Regions from separate parts of the Bos taurus genome. Here region 1 is linked to region 2. A link is a contact called in public Hi-C data. All regions are on one chromosome and are shown on one strand. The core of a region is the stretch at or near the end of the contact, and the rest is flanking DNA. Distances in the headings are between cores, read along the strand shown. Region 1 has its middle 230 kb from the start of SYK. Region 2 has its middle 200 kb from the start of AUH.

Region 1 (5,983 bases), core at 871-3,370, 150 kb before region 2:
GCCCTGGGCTGCAGCATCCTCCGCTGCTCCTACATTCATATATGCAATGGAATATTAGCCATAAAAAAAAAGAACAAAATAATGCCGTTTGCAGTAACATGGATGGACCTAGAGATTGTCACGCTGAGTAAAGTAAGTCAATCAGAAAAAGACAAATGTCATATGATATCGCTTATATGTGAAATATAAAAAAATGATAAAAATGAACTAATTCACAAAACAGAAATAGAATCACAGATGTAGAAACCAAACTTATGATTACAAGGATGAAAGGAGAGTGGAGAGATTAACTGAGATATTGGGGTTGAAATGCACACACTGTGCTTAGTCGCTCAGTCACCTCCGACTCTGCCACACCACGGACTGTAGTCCGAGGCTCCTCTGTCCGTGGGAACTCTCCAGTCAAGAATACTGAGGTGGGTTGCCATGCCCTCCTCCAGGGGATCTTCCCATCCAGAGACTGAACCCAGGTCTTCTGCATTACAAAAGGATTCTTTACCATCTGAGCCACCAGGGAAGCCCAATGTACACACTATTATATGTAAAATAGGTAACTGATAAGAACCAGTGTATAGCACAGGGCACTCTACTCAATACTCTGTAATGACCTATATAAGAAAAGAATCTGAAGAAGAGTGGATATATGTTTATTTATAACTGATTCACTTTGCTGTACACCTGAAACTAACACAATATTGTGAATCAGCTATGGTCCAATAAAAGTTTTTAATAAATTTAAAATAAATTTTAAAAAGAGAAAGGTGTGGATCCCTATCTACCCACACACTCACAGGCCCCTGCAAGGTATTCCCCACGTGGCACAACCTGCCCCTGAAACAATCAGATCTCTGTAAACTGTCTCTTTAACAAGAATAGACAAGGATTTCCCAAGCACTTCAGGAAATCTTCCAATATGAAAGAGAGAGCCAAAAGAAAGAGAAGTGGGGAGAGGAATGAAGGGAGAGAAGGAGGGAGAAAGATCAAATCAGATAAGCAGAGACAAGACAGAAAACAAAACACAGCCTCAAAAAAAATGTCATTAATATCTTAGGAGAAATAACAGAAGACACTGTGTCCATTAATCAAGAATAGTTGACACAAAAAGGAACAATCAGAGATTAAGAAGGGCTCTTAGGAATTAAAATTATGAGAACTGAAACAAACCTGGAACTTAGGAAAAGGGAATCTGGAGGAAGAGTGTGAAAAATGAGTAGAGCTGGTCTGAACTGGCCAAAAGGGAAGAGAGATGGAGGCCAGGCCACCGGCTAAGAGCTCCAAGCTCTGGAGTATAACATTCAGCCCACTCTCCAGTTTTTTGAGGATTTCATCCATTGCCAACTTGGATGGAGTATAAGAGGGTGCAGTTTATCTGAAGGGCCACCACTTGAGTTGTTCCATTCTGCCCAGCCACAGGGCAGAGGCGGCCTGATCCAGCCTGAAGGTCTGCTCACCTGAGCTGAATGCACGAGTGAAGACACCAGGGGAGTGTGTTCTGCTAAGGGGGCCTTTGTAAAATTCACACGAAGGAGCACAGCAGCTCAGCAGGGTGCCAGAAAAGAGGCCCTTCGTCCCATTAGGCACAGCTACTTTACAGACATCACCTTCTTCAAGTTGCTGCTCAGCCCCAAGGACAGTGCTTGTCCCACAAGAGAGAGTGAACATTTGACCCAGGTGCTACTAGTGGTAAGGAACCCACCTGCCAATGCAGGAGACGTAAGAGACGCAGGTTCGATCCCTGGCTCGGGAAGATCCCCTGGAGGAGGGCTTGGCAACCCACTCCAGTATTCTTGCCTGGAGAATTCCCATAGACAGAGGAGCCTGGAGGGCTACAGTCCATGGCGTCACAAAGAGTCAAACACAACTGAACTGACTTAGCACGCACAGCACATGCTCTAGAAACGTAGCTAGAGCACTGTGCTTTTGAAAGGCGGTCCTACAGAGGGCGCAGCTTCCACTGAGCTTTTGCCACTCCTTATTATTCTCCTGGGCTCCTCTCTGTGCTCTCCCCACCAGCAGAGCCCCTCTCTGATCAGCAGCAGCAGCAGCATCCTATTTGCTTTGTGCTCATCTCCCACAGAGGGACACTTGGGGGCAGTCATTCGACACTGCACACACTTTGTCCTTTGCAAGCCTCCTCCTGCACAGGCTCCTGTTCACTCTGAGAACAGAGCCTTTACTTGGTGACTCTAGGACATGCTGACAACTTGGAGTCTAATCCCCAAACAAGACCACCTGTGATGCTGTTCACACTCAGACACAGTGGTCCAGCCCCACCAGCCTGCAGACCACTCACTCAGGTGGGATGAAAGAGCTAGACAGCCCTGCTCTCAGGACTCATAAATCACAGCCCCTCGGCAAACAGGAAGAAAGAGCAGATTCAGAGACATTTCGTTTTAAGTGGATTTAGAGTAACACACCGACACGCAGCTTTATTTCCTTGTCATTCTGCCTCTCATTCTCTTAATAACCCTGACATTCCTGTGGGAACACTTCATCTCAGTGAAGGAGGTATGTACGGTTTCTCTGTCATAAAATCATCAGCTCTTACACAAATGAAGAGAGGGGCATAAAACAGACTGAAATTACAGCCTGGGTATGTTCTGCCAGAGTCCTCACTGCTGAACTGGACTTTGTCCTTTTCATCTTCATTACCCTCATGCCGGCATTTTAACTGATGGAAACAATACCCCACAGCAGGATTGTGAGGACCTCAGGACCAAAACATTAATAAACAGGCATTATGCTTACGCATGGTAAGTTCCAGAAAGGGAGCCTGGTTAATGAGCAAAAGTTCAAAGGAAGCTGAGTGATGTAAGATGTACGATGATGACTCACATGTGTGGCATTTGAGCCAGACTTTCACAAACAAGGGGATGGCCAGCAGAGTCAGCAGGAGCAGCTAAGAAGTCCATCAGCCCAGCCCCGGTGGGAGTTCTTGGAAACCCCAGCAGAGGGGGAATTGCCACAGAATGAGGACCCAGGGCTTTCTTAAAAACACTATGACCCCCAACTTCTCTGTTACACTCTGCATTGCCCTGCATTCCTGAGTGACATGAAGGTAACTATTCACCACCATTGTGCACCTCTAAGTGATTGCAAGCTGAGGGCTCCCTTCAGAGGGGCAAGCCCAGTTTTGTGAAAGAGAAACCAGCGTCCTACCGAAGCTTGACGTAGCTTTCTTCATTGTTATGATGAAAACATCTTCAGATCCACACCCAAATGACAGCCCAGAAGGAAAGAATGTGTGAGCGTGTCATATGTGTGAGAGTGTATGTGTGTACGTGTGTGTCTGCAGGCACTTAGTCCAATAGACACACACCCACGGACTCCAGCGGGTTACAAAAAGTCCTCTGTACTGAAGAATTTCAGACTGGTGGGATGATTCATTTAGGGGAATTGCTGAAAGTATTAATACATAAGGAAAGGAGTGTGTGCATACATACACGTGCTGTCCAATGCTTACCAACTGGTGTTCCGAGTGGGTGAAGTGCATTGCTTTCAGGTTTCATTGAAAAGGAAATGCAGAAAATTGTATCCACATACAAGAATGCAATCAGACAGAGAATGTTGGAGGAAACACGAGCCAGAGAACCACTGTGATTCAGGAAGCAGATAGATTTACAGGAGTCGGATTTATAGTAGATTTCCTGCTTCCTCTGACCCTTCAATCTGCTGGAGTCTGTGCTCTCCCTGTCAGCGGGGATCCTCCTTCCTTCCTAGGACTCTAGGACTCCTGCAGTGATGGGGCAGGCACCAGCTCCTCTGACTTCCATGGGCTTCTCCTCTGTTAACTGCGTCGATTTGGGCAGATGATGACCAGCTCATGGGCCACCTGCAGGGTTGTGGTGAGCCTGAGATCAGGAACAACCAGGACAATGGAAGACCGGGACGCTCCCCACTTAGGAAGGTCCTGTACCCATAGGACTGGACCAAGCCCACAAGAGCAACCACTGCTGGCACACACACACTCACACTTACTCACATATTCCTACAAACACATATACACCCTCACACCACCGTGTGTGTGTGTGTGTGTGTGTGTGTGTGTGTTCAGTTGCTCTGTCATATTCAGCTCTTTGCAACCTCATGAACTGTAGCCTTCCAGGCTCCTCTGTCCACAGGATTCTCCAGGGAAGAATATGGAGTGGGTTGCCATTTCCTTCTCCAGAGGATCTCTGAGACCCAGGGATCAAACTCACATCTCTTGCATCTCCTGCATTGGCAAGGAGATTCTTTACCACTGAACCACCTGGGAATACACACTCACATACATACAAACACTAATGCTTACGTATATACCCACATGCGCACACACATATACACCCTTTGACCACCACACACATTCACATATGTACATGTTCACATACCTAATTGCACCTCACACATGTTGTTCAGTCGCTAAGTCATGTCAGACTCTTTGAGACCCCATAGACCACAACACACCAGGCTTTCCTGTCCTTCACCATCTCCCAGAGTTTGCCCCAACTCCTATTTATCCAACCATCTCATCCTCTGTAGCACACCCTTCTCCTCCTACCCTCAATCTTTCTCAGCATCAGGGTCTTTTCCAGTGAGTTGGCTCTTTGCATAAGGCAGCCAAAGTATCAGACCTTCAGCTTCAGCATCAGTCCTTTCAATGAATATTCAGAGATTGGTTTGATCTCCTTGCTGCTTGATCTCCTTGCTCTCCCCGTCCCTTTTGGAGAGCACTGGTCAGGTGTTTTGTAGATGTCCCTTTGTTGTGTTTATCGAATGTTCTTGCAGATTCGATTAGGTTATGGGGATAGAATGGGATCCATTTTACTGGTTTTTCCTTTTGCTTAAGGCTCCAAGGAAGGTCAGCATGGCTCCATCACTGACGGACTTTGTTTAACAATCTTGGATGGTTTTGCATTACTTTTGACTTTTTAAAATACTGCATTGAAATATTATTTATGATTATTATATATAAAGTAGATAACCATCAAGGACCTACAGTATAGCATAGAGAACTACACTCAATATTTTGCAATAACCTATAAGGGTTATTGTATATATATGTGTGTATACATTTATTTATATTTATATATATATATAGAGAGAGAGAGAACTGAATCATTGTGCTATACACCTGAAACTATAATAACACAATGTTGTAAATCAATTAAAAAAGAAATTAGAATACCCAGGTACATATAAAAAGTTGGAAAAAATGTTATTTTATCTTGATGGTTGAGCTTTTTGGCTCCCCATTAAATTTGGCTCTTCAGCTGAGCACTGAATTATAGAAGCTTTTAAACTGTGGTGCTGGAGAAGACTCTTGAGAGTCCCTTGGACTGCAAGCAGATCAAACCAGTCAATCCTAAAGGAAATCAACCCTAAATATTCCTTGGAAGGACTGATGCTGAAGCTAAAGCTCCAGTACTTTGGCCACCTGGGTCATGCCACCTGAGTCATGCTGGGCAGACTCACTGGGAGCCTGATGCTGGGAAAGATTGAAGACAGACCGAGAAGGGAGCAACAGAGCATGAGATGGTTGGATGGCGCCACCAACTCAATGGATATTTCTTGTTGTTCAGTCGCTCAGTTATATCCAACTCTTTGCAACCCCATGGAATGTAGCCTGGTGCCAGACTCCTCTGTCCATGGAATTTTCCAGGCAAGAATACTGGAGTGGGTTGCCATTTCCTTCTCAAAGGGATCTTTCCAACCCAGGGATCAAACACAGGTATCCTGCATTGCAGGAAGATTCTTAACCAATTGAGCTACCTGCTGCTGCTGCTGCTAAGTCACTTCAGTCATGTCCAACTCTGTGCGACCCCATAGACAGCAGCCCACCAGGCTCCCCTGTCCCTGGGATTCTCCAGGCAAGAACACTGGAGTGGGTTGCCATTTCCTTCTCCAATGCATGAAAGTGAAAAGTGAAAGTGAAGTCGCTCAGTCGTGTCCAATTTTTAGCTACCCCATGGACTGCAGCCTACCAGGCTCCTCCGCCCATGAGATT
Region 2 (6,537 bases), core at 1,019-3,518:
GTAGGACAGACATTCTTCCAAGGTTTAAAGACCATAAAGTTCCATTGATCTGCTCCACTTAATTTTTGAGGTACTTTGTCCTTTCTATTCCTCTTAAAACTTTATTTTTCTTTCAAGAAAATTTGGGACCTAGACCAGTCACTGGCAACCTTTCAAACTACTTTGAAATTGTCAAAATCCTTTGATTCTTCCATGTGATTTTAGCTGGAAGAAAGACTGTTAAGAATTGTCATGCAGTGTCCAAAACACACATATATTCACCATGGTCTTTCTTAGTGTCACTCGCTAGAAGCCAGGCATGCACAGAGCACCCTTTACTGTCCATAGGAACCTGGAGCCTCTGGTTGGCAAATGGACTGATGCTCCCTCCGAAAAAGTCTGTGCATAGAGGGGAGGTGTGTGGGCTTCCAACCCAGCTCAGCCTGGGAAAATGGCTAGTGGTGAGTCTAGCTTCTCCAACTCAGCACACACAGGCTAAATTAACTCATGGTTAATGAGATCGTTCCATCAAAACAGTTCATCAAACAGAAACTGGCTGGGCAGATTCCCAGAGCCTCCAACACTGTCCAAGACTGACCATCACCTGAGCGCTCTTGGGTGGCCTGAGGGAGCCAGCCTGGAGGTTCTTAGAGCCCAGCAGCCCTCTGGCATTCGCCCAGCCCAGCCTCTTTTTCTCCATCCCTTTCACCACCAAGTATCTCCCTAGTCTAACTTTTTCTCCTCTGATATCCCACCTTCTCCATCCCAGGAAAAACTGCTCATCATCTCAGCAGTGTAGGTGTGTGTCTGTGGTTTGTGTGGGAGAGGGGGAGGTGTGGATTGTGTGCCCACGTGACCACGGTGAAGGCTCAGAAGGGTGTGCGGTCCCGAGAGCCTCGGGCCTAGACTGAGTGTGGGTATCACCAGCACAATTCTCCACAAGAAGAAGTGCTGTTTCCAGCTTCATTTTATTTCTCAAATTCAAGCCAGTCCTTTCCAGGATAAACAAGGGCTCCACCTGCCCTCGACTTCTCTAGGTTTTACCCACCCTGTTTAGTATGGGGGGAGCCTCATTTCACAGACAATAATATTGTACCAAATCCCCACAAGTCCAGCGCACATTGCCCACCAGGCAAGACAGCACCAGGTGCTTTGTGAAGAAGGTGAGTGCTTGGCCATCTCCTCAAAGTCCAGTGCTGGGGCCATCACTACCCAAGTCACGACAGGCATCGGACCGCCACCCCGGACCTCATGGCTACCCCATCTCCAAGCCGAGTGCCTTCACCGCACCAAGGGGAAAACTGCTCCCAGCATCAGGCTTCAGGGGGTCTGGCTGATCTTGAAATCCTGCAATAAGCCCCTCCAGGGGCACAGAGCTGGTCCCTCAGGCCCAGTTTTCCAGATGGGCAACCTGTCTCCAGCTTCAAGTGGGGAGGAGGACTCATCAGCTTGAGAGTCTCTAGAACAACAGATGGTAATTTGTTGACACTGAGAGATTTAAGGGGACTCAATTGCAGTCCTACTGAAAAAGCTTTCTCTAAAATAAGAAAGCACACAGATTCCTCAACGCACAGAAATTGCTGACAGCTTTGTTTTCAACCCAGAAGGAGTAAAAAGAAGCTGACAACTTATTTTTGCAGGTTAGGCTCATTCAAGTCTATTTTTAGATCTTTTTCCTAAGTAAGTGCACCAGAATAGCATTCAGTTTGAAAAATCACCATCTGTTCCCGAGCAGTAAGCCCTGTCTGGAGGGTTCTGGGGTAGGCATGCCCGGCTGATCAGAGCCGCTGTCCCTGCAGACTAGAACAAAGGGTATTTTGTGTCCCCAGAGTGGTGCGGAGAGAATACCCTGCAAGAGTCACTGCCGTTGTAAACGTCCATCAAACAACCCCTAATCTATCTTATTTATAAATTGAGCACCACAAAAAATGCCCTCGTCTTTTAAAAAGAAGTTCAAATATTCCCTTGTATTTAAATAGATTTCTTATAAAAAGATCATTCAACCTTATCTCGGCTGTTAAGATAAAAATTAACCTACGGAAAAAGCCAACGCAGGATGCTATAAAAGGCCCCTTCCCCGCCTAGATTTCCGGCTTATGAGAGCCGCTCCCTCCTACCCTGGCCAAGTTCTTTCCCAAAGCCCCACTCAGGAGTGACTCACGCTTTTCTGTGAAAACGCAGTTGGTGCATGAAATAACATCACGACAGTGGGAATCTGACATATGAGTAACAGGCTCTGAGCACCTCCTGGAACTAGCGTCGGCATGTGGCACCCGGGGAGGGCCAGGGTGACGGCAGGCGGTCCCTAGGCCTGCAGACCTGACCAAGCTGGCTGGGCTCTGGCTATTTTTAGCCTCCAGTGGACTTAGTTCCCGCCACCCTTTGGAATAACCTAGCTCTACATGCCATTTTTCTCCTACAAGCCCGAAAAAGCCTGCAAGGAAGGCTGTAGATTTAGTTCGTCAGTACAGCATGGAAGGTCTGACAACCAAGATGAGAAGCCCCTCCCAGCGAGCACAGGGAAGGGCGGGTTCGGGGACCCCATGGCCACCACACAGTGCCTGTTGCTGTTTCTCAGCACAGGGTGGGCTGGGGGTGTGTGTCTCTCTGCATAGAGACCCCCAAGACCCCAAGATCCGCTCATTATTTTTGGCCTCTCTGAACATTTTCCAAAATCATTATCAAAAGGAACTCATGCTTGCTCACATACACTCCCTTTCTCTCCGTCTCTCTCTCTCTCTCTCTCCTCCTCCCTGTCTCTTTCCCCTCTCTCTATATATACACAGAGTCCTTCTTGGGGAAGTCACTACTGAAAAATCCTATGTGCAGTAGTTATGACATAGGATTTTGTAACTCACAGTGAAGTTCAACGGAAACTCAAGCACAAGCCACCTCTTATCTACGCCTTGTTCCAGGAAGCAGCCCTGTCCTTGTTACCACCCTCTCCAGAGCCATCAGCACGTAGGCAGCATTGGACAGCCCAGAACTGCTTCCTGTACCTTTGCACCAGCTCTGGGATGACTCCAGAGTCAATGTTTACCCACCCTAGTGGCTTTCAATGAAGCCAGAGTGTGGGAAGTCACGGGGACAGGGACCTCTCCCAAGCTTGATGGTGGGCAAATGCGACCCTTTAGCAATGAACCTAGAACTACAGGCTCCCCTGCTGAAGTGGGAAGAAAGGGCCATCAGGGTAGGACTGTAGCCTGAATTCACACAGCTCAAGTCCCATCTCCATTAAAACACTTGCCTTCCACTGCTGTCCCCCAAAGCCAAGTGCACCAAGTTATTGTACAATCTGCTCTTCGAAGAGGAGGGGCTTGGGGCTTTGGAGAAGAGTATATAGGCAGAGGGGTGATGGCTGGATTCCTGCTTCACCACCTTTTCCCCTCTCTTATTTTTCTCATGAGCACATGTGGCTGCCCTGTAGGCTAACTAATCTTATATCCTTTCTAAGTGTCTCATCACACATGCAGGCATTGTGTAAGATGTTCAGGCAATAGAAAACCAAGCATTCTCTTCTTTAGAAGTTTTATTTAGGGAATAGGACATGCTATTTACTTATTTCTCTCTTTCTTTTTCTCTCTCTTTTTTAAAGTATAGTTGATTTAGAACTTCCCTGGTGGCTCAGTGGTAAAGAACCCGCCTGCCAATGCAGGAGACATAAGAGCTGCAGGTTCAGTCTCTGGATCAGGAGGATCCCCTGGAGAAGGAAATGGCAACCCACTCCAGTATTCTTGCCTGGAGAATCCCAGGGACGGGGAGCCTGCTGGGCTGCCGTCTATGGGGTCGCACAGAGTCGGACACGACTGAAGTGACTTAGCAGCAGCAGCCAGTATTCTTGCCTGAGAAATCCCATGGACAGAGGAGCCTGGAGGGCTATGGTCCACGGAGCCGCAAAGAGTTGGACACAATTTAGTGACTGAGCACACACGTAGTTGATTTACAGCATGTTAGCTCCAGATGTAAAGTGATTCAGTTACATACATATTTCTATTCTTTTTCAAATTCCTTTCCCTTATAGGTTATTACAAAACATTGAGCACAGTTCCCAGTGCTGTACAGAATATATAGTAGTGTGTATTTGCCAGGATGTGTTATTTAGGAAAAGTCCACTGGTGTTGCCTAGTCATCTTGCAGAAGAAAACTGTAGAATTGCTCCAGACACAATAAAAAACCAGGGCACCTGTGTTTCTGAGTGTGGACATCATCGTATTTTGAGGAGCCCTATCTGAAAGTGACTGGACATTTATCAATCTTAGAAAATGAATAAAATGACAGATAACAAACATAGACTGAGTGATGACTTAATATGAACCAACCTAAGATGAACCAGCACTTTAGTAAACACAGCAGCTCTTACAACACTGGGGAAGCATGGGCATACCTGTGCCAAGCTTGCTTACCCGGTTAGTGGCAACATGGATTTGTAGACCGTTACAATAACCACGTGGTTTCCTGAGTGTTCAACCATAGTGCAAGTGCAGAGGTGAACAAGAAAATGCATTAATAACTGAAGATATAGGCACATGGGCCTGCCCAGTGATATTCCACGTGTATATCTGCTGTCAAAACCAAGTGTGGTGGGGGTCTCCTGCATTGTACCCCCAACTCCAAGAATGGAGTCCTAATGAAGGCTCTCGATTACAGCACCTCGCCCTTGTCCCAGTCCTTCCCAAAATATAGAGGTAAGATCACTCTCCACTTTGGTTGAAAGACTGGGAAGACATGACCTGGGACCACCAGGGACATGTCCTGTTCTGTGCGCAGGGGAGAAGGAGAGCCAAGAAAAGATGCAGACAACACGCCGAGCTGTCCCGGAAGCTGGCTGGTCAGAGAATTCTTTCCCTGCCTAGTTTAGTTCAAGTTAGGTTTGTGTTTCTTGCTACCAAAAGAATTCCTGCATGGCCCTTGGTGACTTATCCTGACCATGCCCCCTCCATCACGTGACCCCTTTCCCTGACAGTGGATAGTGTCTCTTACATAGCTGGCTAATTTAGTTCCTCACTGATAGGGCCACACACTGGAGCACACTAGTAACCCCATCACCCTCTCCCAAGCCCTCAATATGCTATTCGTCTAAAGCAAATGCCTTTAAGCTGAGGTCTAGCACAAGCTGGAATCAAGACTGCTGGGAGAAATATCAATAACATCAGATATGCAGATGACGCTACCCTTATGGCAGAAAGTGAAGAGGAACTACAAAGCCTCTTGATGAAAGTGAAAGAGGAGAGTGAAAAAGTTGGCTTAAAGCTCAACATTCAGAAAACTAAGATCATATATCTGGTCCCATCACTTCATGGGAAATAGATGGGGAAACAGTGGAAACAGTGTGTAAGACTTTATTTTTGGGGGCTCCAAAATCACTGCAGATGGTAACTGCAGCCATGAAATTAAAAGACACTTATTCCTTGGAAGAAAAGTTATGACCAACCTAGATAGCATATTGAAAAGCAGAGACATTATTTTGCCAACAAAGGTCCATCTAGTCAAGGCTATGGTTTTTCCAGTGGTCATGTATGGATGTGAGAGTTGGACTGTGAAGAAAGCTGAGCGCTGAAGAATTGATGCTTTTGGACTGTGGTGTTGGAGAAGACTCTTGAGAGTCCCTTGGACTGCAAGGAGATCCAACCAGTCCATTCTGAAGGAGATCAGCCCTGGGTGTTCTTTGGAAGGAATGATGCTGAAGCTGAAACTCCAGTACTTTGGCCACCTCATGAGAAGAGTAGACTCACTGGAAAAGACTCTGATGCTGGGAGGGATTGAGGGCAGGAGGAGAAGGGGAGGACAGAGGATGAGACGGCTGGATGGCATCACCGACTCGATGGACGTGAGTTTGAGTAAACTCCGGGAGTTGGTGATGGACAGGGAGGCCTGGTGTGCTGCGATTCGTGGGGTTGCGAAAAGTCGGACGCGACTGAGCCACTGAACTGAACTGAACTGAACTGAGAGAGAGCAGAATTCCCCAAGCACAGGGCTTAGGAGGCAAAGCCCACAGATTCCAGCCAATCCAGGTCCCAGACTACTTATTTGACCAGAATCACTTTATCGGTTATTAGATAATGGACCGCCTCCCCTATATTAAATTTATGAAAAGCCAAATACAGTTTTTAGGGATTTATTACCCAGCTCATGAAAACCTCCAGAACCTTCTAACACTCACAAAAGTCAATCAATGAGGGATAAAGACCCCCATGAAGAGCTTCTCTCCAATCATCCTTCTGGGGAAAGCGTATTAGCAAGAACCTGGTGAGGAGATTACTAAGGGGCTTAATCTACTGTCAGGGAATGAGGTCAAACATGGACTTCTGAGACCTACTGGCCCTGTCATGCCCTCCTCCCGATGTGGATTTTGTGGGGACAGTGTGCTTTGTCCCCATTTATAAATGAGTTCCCTTCCTCGCTGCATACAGTGTGCTAAGGTGACTGACTAGCAAGGAGGCCACAGGCCCCTGGGTCTTGGGTGTGACCTAGAGGTATGGGGTTAGAGCTGGGTACAGTTGCTGGCAGGACCTGAGGTGGCCCTTAGCAAACACCTGCGTTTGTGGACGTAGAGAGAGG

What was found. A called contact is a pair of places that touch in the nucleus more often than the background predicts.
Region 1: a Hi-C map of liver shows a contact between it and region 2, with 3 times the contacts expected there. A contact is called at or near these places in 2 of 11 Hi-C or Micro-C datasets (liver and skeletal muscle).

The regions. Positions count from the first base shown.
Region 1 is chr8:86,846,943-86,852,925 of ARS-UCD2.0, reverse strand. No RefSeq gene overlaps it. Among named protein-coding and RNA genes, the nearest start is that of SYK, 230 kb to the left of the region's middle.
Region 2 is chr8:86,700,027-86,706,563 of ARS-UCD2.0, reverse strand. No RefSeq gene overlaps it. Among named protein-coding and RNA genes, the nearest start is that of AUH, 200 kb to the right of the region's middle.